2 separate regions of the Lactuca sativa genome follow, and region 2 is linked to region 1. The links are chromatin contacts, called in public Hi-C maps. All regions are on one chromosome and are shown on one strand. Each heading gives the region's core, a stretch centred on a gene start, on an enhancer-like site or on the middle of the called end of the contact. The rest is flanking DNA. Distances are from core to core; before and after follow the strand shown. Region 1 holds the start of LOC111889724. Region 2 holds the start of LOC111889802 (zinc finger protein CONSTANS-LIKE 10).

Region 1 (6,767 bases), core at 2,360-4,859:
AAATCATTTTTTTTTTTGGAAATTTGGATGGTTTCAAATCGGATTAACAAAATCAAAACTAGATTAAGTTCAAACTGGATCAGATCCAAAGATGTTTTGTGTAAGAATATCCAATCCTATAAGAATTGGTCACTGTCAGTTTAAAAACTAGTGTGAAAAAAGATATATTTGTTTTCGCCATTTCTGTAGTTTCTCGAACTTGATTTTGATGTTGCATTTTAACGATATTTTCATGGTTGATCGGAACTAAACCAAGATAGTATAAGCAATGAAACCAATATTAGGGAACGACAATGTTTAACTGTTGAAAACGATATTTTTCAACTTTTAATTTTTAGAAAAAATGTTTTTCAGGCATATAAGATAGTATAATGGATGGAAACCGATAATGAAAAACCTCTCAAATCTAGTATTAACACAAAATTAAAAAAATAAATAAATTTACTATATCAAAATCAATTTTATTTATAAATTTATTGTCCATTTTTTCTAACAGGTTTCATTCAAATTGGTCTTATTGGTAAACTCTTTCGCACCTGTTTCTAAATTATTCTTAATGAAATGGGCTGGGCCAAGGCCTAAAACCTACCATTTGAACCACTACCTGGTTACTTGGTTCGGGTATCAACAAGTTCAAGTTCAACCAAAACCCATAGGCAAAACAGAAAGCAATGAAGACTGCTCCACAAGTAATCTTGATCTTCGACAAAGCCCTCGCCACCGCCATCACCGGCGGCCTTCAACCAAACGCCAACTCTCCTCTTCAAATTTCGTTAGTTCTACAACTCCTTTTCGCTGTTTCGGTATTTTTCCGCTCAGTTCATCCTATAATCTGTTGTCTTTTGTTACTTGATTTTACAGAACAGAGTCTTTCGATCTGTCACTAGCTCGATATGGAATCACCGGCGTCAGAGCTTCCGGAAACATCACTCACTTCGTTGATCGCAATAGAGTTCCTCAAGTAGGTATCACTCTTTGATTGCTAGGTTTTTTCAATTCTTCGTGTTAGGTTTAAGCAATCCGCGCAACTTAACACAACTTAGTTAACTTCCGAGAATTGGATATGCTAGTAGCATTCGCTTCAAATCGCTTCTTCAGTTTACCTAAATTATTGTGTGATTACTGCTGCGAAATACAATATTGAGATGAATTTTGAACTGATTATAGTTATAATTTTTGTTATGAGTGGTTTGATTTTTCAAACGAATTACCATTTCTTGTGATAACAATGTCCTATGGCTTCCATCCTTTCACCAGGTTTCCATTTTGGTTATGCAAAAGTACGAATCTCCTGTATTGGCATGTGCCATTAGTGAAGTATTGTCATCATTAGCAGGAGAAGACAAGTCAAACATGCCTTCATTGATCCTTCCCTTCATTCTAGACTCGTCAAAGATTAAGCTGGAAAGAAAAAACTCGCCAGATGAATCTGTTTATGGCATCCAAATCGGCCCACAAACTGACATGATGCAAACCCTAGCTACCAGACATGAAAAGGCACCCTCATCGATGCAGATTCACCATGAACAGCTATCTTGTGTTCTTCAATTGGTCCGTGTCTTGAAGACACCAGCATTCATTCTCATTGGGCAAATTGGTCAACATAAAAGTACAACAAATGACCTTGAGGTACCTATTCTTGATCTTCTTTTGATCTTCTTGTGTGTGCAAAAGATGTTAATACCCTTCTCATCGTGTTTACCTTTTGATCATTTTGTTTTCTTTCACAGGTGATTTGTAAAATAGGAGAAACTTTGGCTAGTGTTTCCTCCTTGCAATTTGTGAAAGAAAACATAACATGGAATCCAAACAAGGTGTCAAAAGAACATGAAAAAGAGCCATGGCGTGCTTTATACGGTTGAAATCAGGTTTCTTGTCACACTGAGATGTTATGTGTAGTCCATTTTATGCATTTCCATTTGTAGTTTTTGTTTCATATTGACATTAGAAAAGTAACAATGGTTATATGCTACATTTTGTTGTATGTGCACTATTGTCAATTTGTCATCATAATTGGGAATCTAGAAGCAATGGTGTTCAGAATTTTGCTAATTTTTTAATGAGCTTCCAAGTCTTGGTGATGAGAATGAGGGTATTTATGTCTTTTGGACAAGCGAGAGATCTGGAGTTGGTCATATTCCGCTTTGTTTTATCTTTTCTTTTTTTGGGTGGGATGAAAAGCATTGAAATCACATTCAAACAACAATGTATAATATGCCAAGTATTTCTATATTATAATAAGAACAAACTTTCAACAAAAGATATGATGTCGGGGTTAAGCCTAAGAAGAATCAAGAACATGCTTGATTCTTAACCACTCTAATCATATAAAAGTGAAAACAACACTCGATTATCCTTACAAAGAAAACTGTCTCCTAAGAATTTTTTTTTTTTTGTTTCCACGATCACGAACAACGTTGCTCTTATTTGACAGAACTTTGGGGTGGTTTGAGATTACTTTTAAGCTGAAACTTTTTATAAAAGAACACTTTGACTTTAACTTTTAAGGGAGACAAAAGTCAAAAGTCAGTTTTAAAAAGTGTTTGCCTAATGTTTTCTTGACTTTTGAAGGTAATTTTACCTTTTAAGAAGGTAAAAGTCATAAAAGTCATGATTTCTTGTCTTTTGAAAAATCACAAATTCATTCTTGCCAAAAAGTTAACTTCAAAAGGCTTAACATTTTTTTGAAACTTTTGAGTTTTGGAAAAACCAAAAATTAAAAAGTCATTTAAAAAACAATCCCAAACACCCCTTTTATATGGAGAACATAGTCTCTCACATGATAAAATCATTTATGTTGCATAGACTATAAGGCTATACTAGATAAGATTTTCCTTGTGCATGTATATATCAATATATGCATGAATGTATGTAAGTGGTCATAATGTTTAGTTGGGTTCATATATCTAGTAGGGGTTACATGTAGGTGTGTTTGTATGTGTGTATGTATGTATACATACATACACAACCAGAAGATCTCTAACATTGCTAACGTGGGTGGGTCAATCATAAACAAAAAAAATCAGCTACGATAACTTAGACTAACAAATTTTCATCAACCGGTCTCAAAAAGATTTTATGTATTTTCTACCAAAATGCAATATGATCTTATATATCTATCAAAACAATCTATTAGTAGTAACTAAATATCTTTTTATTTATTTTTTCCTACCATCTTCCTAAACACTTAAGATTTTGATATTTGTCATAGTTAAAAAAATTAATAAATTTTTTTATTTCACTTGTCCTCGTCTAAAAATGGTAATAGAATAAGAAAATTAGGAGAGTATTAGTGAACACAATCTATTAGTGATTGAGACATTTTATACATACTTATAAGTTTGACAAATTTTATGGTGTCATTTATTGCAAAATTTGTCATCATCTATTGGAATCAAGTTAGGACTAGCAATTATATGAAAAAGTATTTAACTAGTGTCACTAAATATGGTTATTTATTTAATATAAAATATCAAATTGTACAAATAAAAAAATATCATAATAACATATATTTAAAAGTTATAAAACTATATTTTGGTTCTTTGGGATGACTTTAATTGAAATTTTGAATAGAGTCGTGCTCCTAGAAAAATATAGGATTTCTAATTGAACATGAAGGGCGTGGATGTAATTTCACTATTTTAGCGTTGAGTGGATCTAGCACTTCGGAAAGTTTTTCGCATTTGAAACGCTGCAGTTTTCCCGCACAAAAGCGTTTCTCATTCATCACTCCATTGATACACTGGTAGGACCTTATCCTCGATCTGCTCTATAGATCAATCAAATTCATCGAATTGTTGTTAATTACTGTAATCTATCAACTGAAACAAACAATGGCGTCGCCGGTGACCGCCGAAGAGCACTCTAACACGAAATCGGAGGAAGGAACCACGGCATTCCATAAGAAAAGGTCTCGGCGTGTGAGCTTTGCGGAGAATACCTCGGTTCACATATTTGATCGAGATGAAGAGACACCTCCGGACGCTAATGCTCCTAGCTCCCCCTACGAGGACCTAGGGTTTTCTGATCGAGATGCTAAGCTGAAGCAGTTTTTCGGAAACGAAGAAGACGACAACGAAGATGATGATACGGATGAACTCGGTCCAAGGAGTCCGTTTTTTCGGGTGGTTCGGTCACCGTCCTCCGGTGGAAGCGCTATTGGTTCCGCTACCTCCAACGATGGCAAGTATTCCTGATCCTAATCATTTTTTTCGCTTGATTCACGTGAATTCTCACATCTCAATATGTTAATTACTTAATTTCATGCAATGTTGTGCTCATATTTTGCTGCATGTTCTTATAAAACTACTATATCTTGCTTGCCCGGCCTTCTCTTTTGAGATATATTAAATATGCGTTCTAACGAGCATTAGTTGTTAACTAACAAATTGGGAAAGCCTGGAGATCTAAACCTCCTAAAGGAAATAAAATTGGCATGATCTTTTTAAGCTCAAAGTTGGAAATTGGTCATCTTAATAAGTTAGTAGTGCATAAGCACGATTGAGATTTGGGGTTGATTGCAAATTGCAACAATGCTAGCTAGTCCAAGACCATATATAATTTGTGATATCAGCTTCTCCAAATAACCAACTGTATAGAATGTTCTGAATTTTTATTAGAGTATTTCACTATTTTGTACATAAAACAATCTATGTAGGGTTACAGTTCTTGATATCATTGTGTCACCATAGTCTTTCCCAGTTGTATGATGTTTTGTCCACATAAATTCAGAATGCTGCTAACTGTTTTTGTCCAAATACATTTCTGCTTGCAGAAGATAATTTTTTTGGTCCTGTATCTGCAAAATTTATTAAAAGAGATTTGTCAGACTCTGCCACATCAAATGGGAATCATGATCAAACCATGGACTCCACATCATTTTCAATGCATTTCAATAGCATTGCTAGATCAGACTCAGAAGCAGATTTGAAAACATCCACAGGGGGTGATGTTGATCACCTTTCGTTTGATGAGAAAACCCCAACAAGTTCCATGCTACTCACACTGAATAAGAAGCCAAATTTTCAACCTGATGTTTCTACCTCTAAATTCAGCATTGATTCTCAATCAAATGACATGAGTCTTGTTGGAGAATATCACAATAAGTATGACTATGGGAAGTTATCAATATCACCTGCATCTGATGCACACATTGATTTGCATGTGGTCTCCCATATTTCTGTGCTAAAGTCACCTCTTAAAGATGGAAAACAGTTTTTAGCAAACAAGGAAAACAAGTCTGATATCATGGATTTTAGTTATGTGGAAGATAAGACCAAGAATGCATTTGGTATCAACTCAAGCATGGAATCTTTGATTGAAACTCAAAGTTCTCCAAATTTCAAGAATATGGTTTTTCAAGCAGATGATATCATGGAAAAGGAAAACAAATCTCCTTTAACAGGATCAATAACACATTTCATTGATATGCAAGATCACATGCTTTTAAATGATGATAACCTATATAAATCTCCAGGAACTTTGACTCCTTTTAATCAACCGAGTTTTCTTCTAACCCAAAAACATGGTGGAAGTATTTCATCCTTGGAGAAAAGCATTTCTAAACTAAGAATCCTAGAGGCCTTTCCCTTTTCTGCTGCTTTGAATGCTAAACTTGAAAATTCAAATTCCAAATCTTTACTTGGCATTTCCAAGATGAATCCCTTGATTACTTTGAACAAAAACAACAAATCTCCTCAACCCAATTTTAACAACATTATTGGGAGTAAGACTGTGGACACGTACAGTGTGTTGCAAAATGACAGCATTGCCCCTTTGCCTGTGAAAAATGTAGAGTCTAGAAAAAGAAAACCAGAAGATATGATGACTGAGAAAATTGCTAGAATCAAGTGGAGTTCAAGATTCTTAACAGAAACAAAACTTCTTTCACCTTCAGTTGATAAGATGAATTTGCATGCGGTATTATTATTATTATTATTATTATCATTATTATTATTTTCCTGTTTATCTTTTTTTTTTTTTTTTTTTTTTTTTTTTTGTTTTCTTTCTTTAATATATCTTGACATTGCTCTGTTGTTGCAGATTGATTGTTTGTTTGATATTCTGGAGAAGCTTCAGATGTCAAAAACATATGAGCTTCTTTCTAATGAAATTAAGTCTCAGGTTTACATGCTTATAGGCTATTATATCTTTATCTTGATTTATTTATTTTACTATTTTACCTTCTAAAATTGAAATCATTCTTTGATTTATACAGACCATTCTACATCCTTCTTCTAATATTCAACACAAAAGGTAATTACATTGTTTTTATTATACATATAATATATAAGATTTCAGTTATTTCTTGAGTTAAAAATATTGAATTTTCAGAGCAATGGAAACAAGATTGCTACTGTGCAAAATTTTGCATGAGAAAGCAAAGTTGCAGCTAATGCATGTGAAACAAGAGAAATTACTGGTAATATTAATATTTTTCAATACTTCCCTTTAATTTATCTAATCAAATTCATATTTATTTCTTTCTTTTAAATTCTGTTTTATATATAGAAAAATATGCAATCACTTGCTTTTGGAATTCAAGAATCTGAAGCATTGAAGTTGAAATATTCACCTCAAAATCTACTAAATCATCAAGTTATTCATCACCAAGAGGTATTGAAAATTTGAAATTTTATAAAAAAATTGTTTTGTCAATTGTCATTTCTTTTATCAAATTTTGATTTTATATTTTATGTTAGGGACAAATTAACAATGAGAAAGTGACTACATTGAATATAGCAATAAAAGATACAGATAAAAGAATT
Region 2 (6,767 bases), core at 2,472-4,971, 260 kb after region 1:
ATATTTGGATCATTCAACAATATTTTAAATTTGCACAGAATAAAAATGTTACATAAGGTAGCTAATTCATCCATCTCTTTTTGCATTTAATCTTCCAACAATGGTGAAACACCTTATTGTTTCACCAAATCCAACCATTTTAGTTAATTTGAGTTTAGTGTTGAACTCAATATCTCCAACACTAGTCCATTTATGAAAGTTCATCTCCATGGTTAAAATTAGGTATTGAAGCTTGATGTGTAATTTTGAACCCACAGCTTAATTGGAATCCAATTTTGAACATAGACTTGACTCAATGTTATGATTAAGATGTAAGTTTAATGGTTTATAGTCTAAATCATAGTGTTAAATATTTTAACTAGGTCAAAAGTGGATTTATGGGGTGTTAATAAAGTTTTGAATTTTAAAATTTGATAGATCACCCATGAACTCACTATATTTTAAATGGATCATATTTCTAAGGTTTAATTTTGTTTTAGAGTTACGTATTATTATCCTAAGTGCAAATAATAAGTGAAAACATCTTGAGGTTAACTTTTGAACTTTTGAAGCTTAAACTTGAAATTATGGATCTTTTTGATACATCATTTGATTAAGTTAATTATGTTGTATGAATGATAATACATTATTAAGTTAATTATTAAGTTACTAATTGAACTCATTATAAAAATTAAAATAGTATTAGAATTATAAGAATCAACTTTGACAATCGGGTAGTGACGTCAATATGTTATAGTTATCCACATGCACTAACATCCTAAACCATGAGTTTTGTTACATACGAATTTAAACAGGTATATTTCAAACGAGTTTCATCATATAATAAGGGTGTTAACATGAGTTTACTATGTATGGTTCGATGTAACCGTCGTTAAATTCCAACTTTGTCCACATGTAATATGACAACCATGTAACCATTGATATATATAAACAAATATATTTTAATTACGTCAAGGATTTAGGATCAAAATTTAGAGCGCACAAAATGGTGTCACCTTGAGAGTTAGTTATTGTTTTTAGAATACACGTGTTGCCACGGTTCTAAAAATATAAACTTTATAAAAATCCAACTTAGTTTGGAAGAGATATGATTTTTATGGTAATAAAAATCTACCACACATAAAAAGTTACAACGTCAAAAACTATAAGGAGAACACTCGACCTTTTGCAGAAGTCACCAAAGAGAGAAACATAGTACTACTCAGTAGGAATTTTGAGACAAAGAACATCTAAAGCGGAAATCATATGTGAGAGTTATGATTTTTATAAAATCATAACAGTTATAAAATATAGGTTAAAAATGAAAGTTGGAATTAGCCAAAACGACCGAAAGGAAAATTGTAGTTTACGTTGAGACCTACACAGATATACAAGAGTCGTTAAAAACAGAGCTTGTATGCGAGAGTTACGAATTTTGGAAGTTTGATTTCCATGCTCACGTGCACCCAGGTGCAGTGTGCGATGCGCACCCGACACCTGGATTTATCAGGATACAGATGTCGTGGCACGAAGAGAAGATGACAAGTAGCAGCTCCTTATGGCTCATGCACAAGTGTGCGCTGTGCACCCGAAAAACAACTATAAATAGCAGGTACCGACATTTCAGTTCCTCAAACCTCAAAACACACATATCTCTCACTCGATTTTTGTGCTATTAATTCCCGAGCGCCTCCTAAGTTATGGACTTTCAAATTCTACCGTACATCAACGATTCACATATATGGTGTATTCACGACTCCACTTTATTGTTTTCAAACATTTTACCATGGGTGGGGGGTACATATTATAAACTATTATTTTTCATAAATAGAAAAGGACACGTGACAACTCCCTATGGCTCACTTGTAATTGTGCGGCGTGCAGTGCGCAATGTGCACTAAAAAACGGGTATAAATAGCAGGTTTCGACATTTCAGTTACTCACACCTCAAAATCTCACTCGATTTCCGTGCCACTGATTCTCGAGCGCCTCCCGAGTTCCAGACTTCCAAATTCTACCCTACATCAACGGTTTCACATATCAAGGGTGAGTTCACGGCCCCGCTTTATTGTATATTGTAAAAATACAATAACAAACAACACCACGATTGACCAGGGTAGACACCTACAAACAAGTGTTAAATGAGACACAATTCATCCTCTAGCTGAATGAACTTTAGCTGTAAAGCCCCAGACATATAATCGTTAATTTTAAGTGAGTGGGATATATATATATATATATATATATATATATATATATATATATATATATATATATATATATATATATATATATAGACACACACAGAGTTGACACTTCTAATTGCGGTTGCTAGCTACAACCTGATGGAAGTCGATGCATGCATAACTTTCTAAATACAGACGACGTCTGTTGGAGCATCGAGATACTGGGCGGACGGCAACAATTAGTCGTAACTCGATTATGGGAACTTATCGTAACAATGTTTAACTAGTCTATCTAAAAACTACTACTAGGAAACAAACCTAAGAAAGTAGTGATAAAAACTCAAGCATGTGAGTTTAGGAAAACCACAACGCTGACATAACAACTTTACAAAACCTTTAAAAGTATACAAAACCTGTGAACTCACCAACATTATGTTGACCTTTCAAATCACATGTATTCTCAGGAGAATGAGTCCGAAAGGAGATTTGTAAGATCCAAGTGATTCAACAGGAGACCTATGTCTTTTATTATTCTACATTGCTTTCGTAACATATATGTACCTTGAACAACTATGTAACTTATATTACTTAATGAATAAAAAGTAACGTTTGTATAGCATCTGTGTACTATTTAATGTGATTTTGTATCTATGATCCAACATCCCTACGCCCCACAACCCGACGTTTTCGTTGTCGGTCGGGGGTGTGACACCAAACACCATGATAATGAGTAAACGTTATGAGTTAGCAATGACATTCTATAGATTTACATTGTGAGTAATGATTAGACTAGTTATCAGTGGGTGAAACGTCTTTACACTTCGATGTTCGGATGTATTCGTGATGTTGTGTAAGGCTATGAGTGTACACATTTAGAATTAAAATAATTGATGAACTTCGAATGAATGCGATATATACAAGTATTTCTTTATGATTTTTGTATTACACCGATCTTGTCACAATGATTATATCCATGTATATATAACAATGTTCTAACCTTTATGTTGCTCACAAATCTTCAAGCCTAACTTTGAACTGTTTACTATGCCTCACATGCTAATACTTTAGCGATATATGATACACGGAGATTAAAAATGTTGGTCGAGCACTTAAAGATGTTACACCTTTATTTTGGGAATAACTCATCGAATACTTTTACTCGGTGATTGTAATGGTCTTAGATGATGACATAACACCCTTTTGTTGGTTTATGTTTGCTATTGTACGAGCATGAACCGAGTATTTGGCACCTTTATGAGGTATTTTCCTAATCATGTTAGTACAATGCTATTTCCAGTCCTTTTACAAGGAATGTTCTATCACCATCCTTCTCAAGTAGAAAGAATATCTATTGTGCTACACTCATCATGAAATGTGAATACTCCCATAGTTAAATTGAAGCATAATTATAAACATTCCAAAGTTCTTTTCTATGTCGTACCTATTAGTTCAAATGTTGGGTATTAAAGGTTGGTCTTGATGTTCTATGATAATGTCCTAGTTAGTTCCTTCATACTAAAGTAGTAAATTTTTTGTATTTTGTAATAGTTAAGGATGTTGCTATGATATATAGAGGACATGGCTACACTTGGCTCAAAAGTAAATAAAGAGAAGATGAGAAAAGGGCCAAACTTTTCATTGTGAGGAAAGCGACAAGGTCCCACCTTCCAAACCAAACTACAGAGTACAGACCTCTCTTTCTCTTTCTCTCTCCTTGCACTTTTTGCTCTTTTCGTGATATTTTATTTTGGTGTTTTCTGTTGTCAGATATCTTCTTGCAAAACAACAGTACTCCAAACACCTACCTCACACACAACGAAGAGATATTAACAAGGAAAAGAAACTCTTGAAACCTCTCATCCCTAACCTTTTAGGGTTTTCAAAGTCGGCATCAGAACCTATCTGCTTTGATCTTTGCTTTCTGGGTTTACAATCTTGGTAAGCTTTTCTGGGTTTTGTTTGTTTTTGCTCTACCAAAATGGGTTTTTTCTGGGATTTCTTCTTTTAATTCGTAATCCATGGATTCTGGGTTTGAGTCACTGATTCGAACCATCTGTTTCTTTCGAAAAAATCCAATTTTTTTGGGTGAATTTGAGTCTTTTTGGGTTTTTGTTATCTCCTCTGATTTTATTTTGATGAACAGAGTTTTCTTGTTTCTTCAGATTACTGTTTGAATTCTAGATGCATAAAACCCTCTTCAATCTTGTTTCTGGACTCGTTAAAAAGATATTAAATCGAATCGCTTCAGAAACCATTTTAGTTGATAGATTGTTACAAAGATTCCAAATCCTTAATCCAGTTTCTAAATTGTTTGACACAGATTGCTTCACCAGTTCATTAAATCCGATAAAGATTTTCCAAAAATGGGATACGATTGCGATTACTGTCGCGAGGCAAGATCGATGGTGTATTGTCGATCAGACGAAGCTTACTTATGTCTATCGTGTGATCGAAATATTCATTCCGCAAACGCATTATCAAAACGCCATTCAAGAACACTCATATGCGATAGATGCAATTCAGAACCAGCATTCGTTAGATGCGTCGATGAAAAACTATCGCTTTGTCAAAAATGTAACTGGGAGGGTCACACCGGTTCTAATTCCGGTTCCGGTAGCCATTGTCGGCAAACGTTAAATTGCTACTCCGGCTGCCCATCGGCGGTTGAACTAGCTTCCATCTGGTCGTTCATGTCAGAGTCTCCATCTGTTCTCGGCTCCACTTGTCAACAGGAAATGGAGTTAATGTCCATCGCCGACGACAAAACCAATCAAGTTTTATCTTGTTCAATTCAGCGAGACGATTTGCAGAAAGGAATCAACTCAAATTACAAAAACGATCCTGATCCTTGTTCTACATCCAAGGTAAATCGAATTGGGTTTTTTCAATTTCAACAGTTTTTGAATTCAAAATCGTAACTTGAATTCAAAATCGCAGATTTCATCTACAAAAGACGCATTCTATGATGATTTCAACATGGATGAAACTGATTTAAGCATCGAGAAATATGAAGTACTGTTTGGCGATGGATACAACGACCCAGAACATCTATTCGCAAAAGATGGAATCGATAGCTTATTTGGAGCTAAAGAAACATCAGTCGCTGAATCCATGTCTCACAATTCACATGCTACAAAGGTAATTATATACTTGTAATTTCTTCTTTAAAAATTCTTTATCATGAATATTTCTCATACTTATATTTTTTTTTTCTTAAAGGGAGACGATGTTCATGTTCGACCCACATGCAGTAATGCAGCTTCATTTGAATCATTAAGAAGCTGCAAAACAGAACCAAACGTTTGTTATAAACCACATTCCACTATTTCATTTTCAAGCCTCACTGGAGAAAGCAATGCAGGTGATTATCAAGATTGTGGGGCTTCATCTATGCTTCTCATGCATGAGCCACCCTGGTGCACCATGGCTCACGATAGCACCACCCCTTCAGGTATCAGAAACGATGCGGTTCTTCGTTACAAGGAAAAAAAGAAAACCCGAAAGTGAGTCAATGATCAAGTTTCATGAACATATTTTTGAAATAGTTTTTTTTTATGGATTAAATGATTAATATTTGTTTTTTTTTTTGTTAGATTTGAGAAGACAGTGAGATATGCTACACGAAAGGCAAGAGCGGATGTTAGAAAGCGCGTGAAAGGGCGATTTGTGAAAGCTGGTGATGCCTATGATTATGATCCCATGAGTCAAACAAGAAGCTATTGAGAATTTGAGACGATATATATATCTACACACATATATATATATATATAAACACGTTTTTGATCATATATCTAAGGCCATGTTTGGAAAAAATAAGATAGCTTATTGTAATTTAGTGTTTGGTAAAACAATAAAAGTAGTTTATTGTAGTTTATAAAGTATAGTTTATAAGCTAGTTTGCCAAACTGGGCCTAAGTCTTTTAAGGGAAGAAGATTGGTTGGACCAATTGAAGACCGAGGGAAAAATCAAGATTTGCCATGAAAGATGGGATCTTGATTTTTGACATGATCTACCAACAAAAAGGAGTAAACCGTGTTGTGATCATCGGCATGATTTGTGAGGGATGAGATGAAGTGATTTGTGAGGGATGAGATGAAGATGCTTGTAATATTACATGTGATTATCGATGTATTGACATAAGCAAAGAATTTGGGGTGATAATGTAAGAAAATAAACTAGTTTTCTTTTGTGGTGCAAGGAACACGGAAACAGGAGAAGAATGTAGTGGAAGAAAACTTGCTCTTAAAGTTAAAACAAAAAAGAACTGGTAATTGTATTAAAACAAATGACGCCTACTTTTATACTCATTAATTAGATACCTTATGAACCTTTAAAACCAAAAAAAAGACTTCGACTCTTATTCTAACACTAGGAAACAAAACTAATAAAAAGAAACTTTCCTATTGCTTTTCAAATAACCGATTAACCCAACAATCACCCCCTTAATCGGTTTTGTCATACGAGCCACTCGTCGTTCAAAACAATGTTGGTTCCTCTTCGATTAGACCCGCTTCTTCCTTTTCCCATTTTGGACACTCGTTTTTATAGTGACCAAGCTCACCACATTTGTAACATCTAACATGACTTTTATCCCGGACACG

What was found. Hi-C and Micro-C count contacts between places; a contact is called where the count stands out from the background.
Region 2: a Hi-C map of leaf shows a contact between it and region 1, with 7 times the contacts expected there. The contact joins the promoter of LOC111889802 here to the promoter of LOC111889724 in region 1. A contact is called at or near these places in 3 of 4 Hi-C or Micro-C datasets (leaf and seed).

The regions. Positions count from the first base shown.
Region 1 is chr9:187,744,699-187,751,465 of Lsat_Salinas_v11, forward strand. It overlaps LOC111889724, which reads left to right and starts at 3,610. Exons shown (of 12, transcript XM_023885880.3): 1 at 3,610-4,182; 2 at 4,775-5,919; 3 at 6,043-6,123; 4 at 6,218-6,255; 5 at 6,334-6,421; 6 at 6,511-6,615; 7 at 6,702-6,767. The coding sequence starts at 3,834. LOC111889764 reads left to right here and starts at 614. Exons shown (of 4, transcript XM_023885919.3): 1 at 614-772; 2 at 862-961; 3 at 1,258-1,629; 4 at 1,731-2,060. The coding sequence starts at 672. The coding sequence ends at 1,862.
Region 2 is chr9:188,009,550-188,016,316 of Lsat_Salinas_v11, forward strand. It overlaps LOC111889802 (zinc finger protein CONSTANS-LIKE 10), which reads left to right and starts at 3,722. Exons shown (of 6, transcript XM_023885953.3): 1 at 3,722-3,849; 2 at 3,933-4,103; 3 at 4,486-5,029; 4 at 5,103-5,303; 5 at 5,385-5,668; 6 at 5,759-6,341. The coding sequence starts at 4,529. The coding sequence ends at 5,888.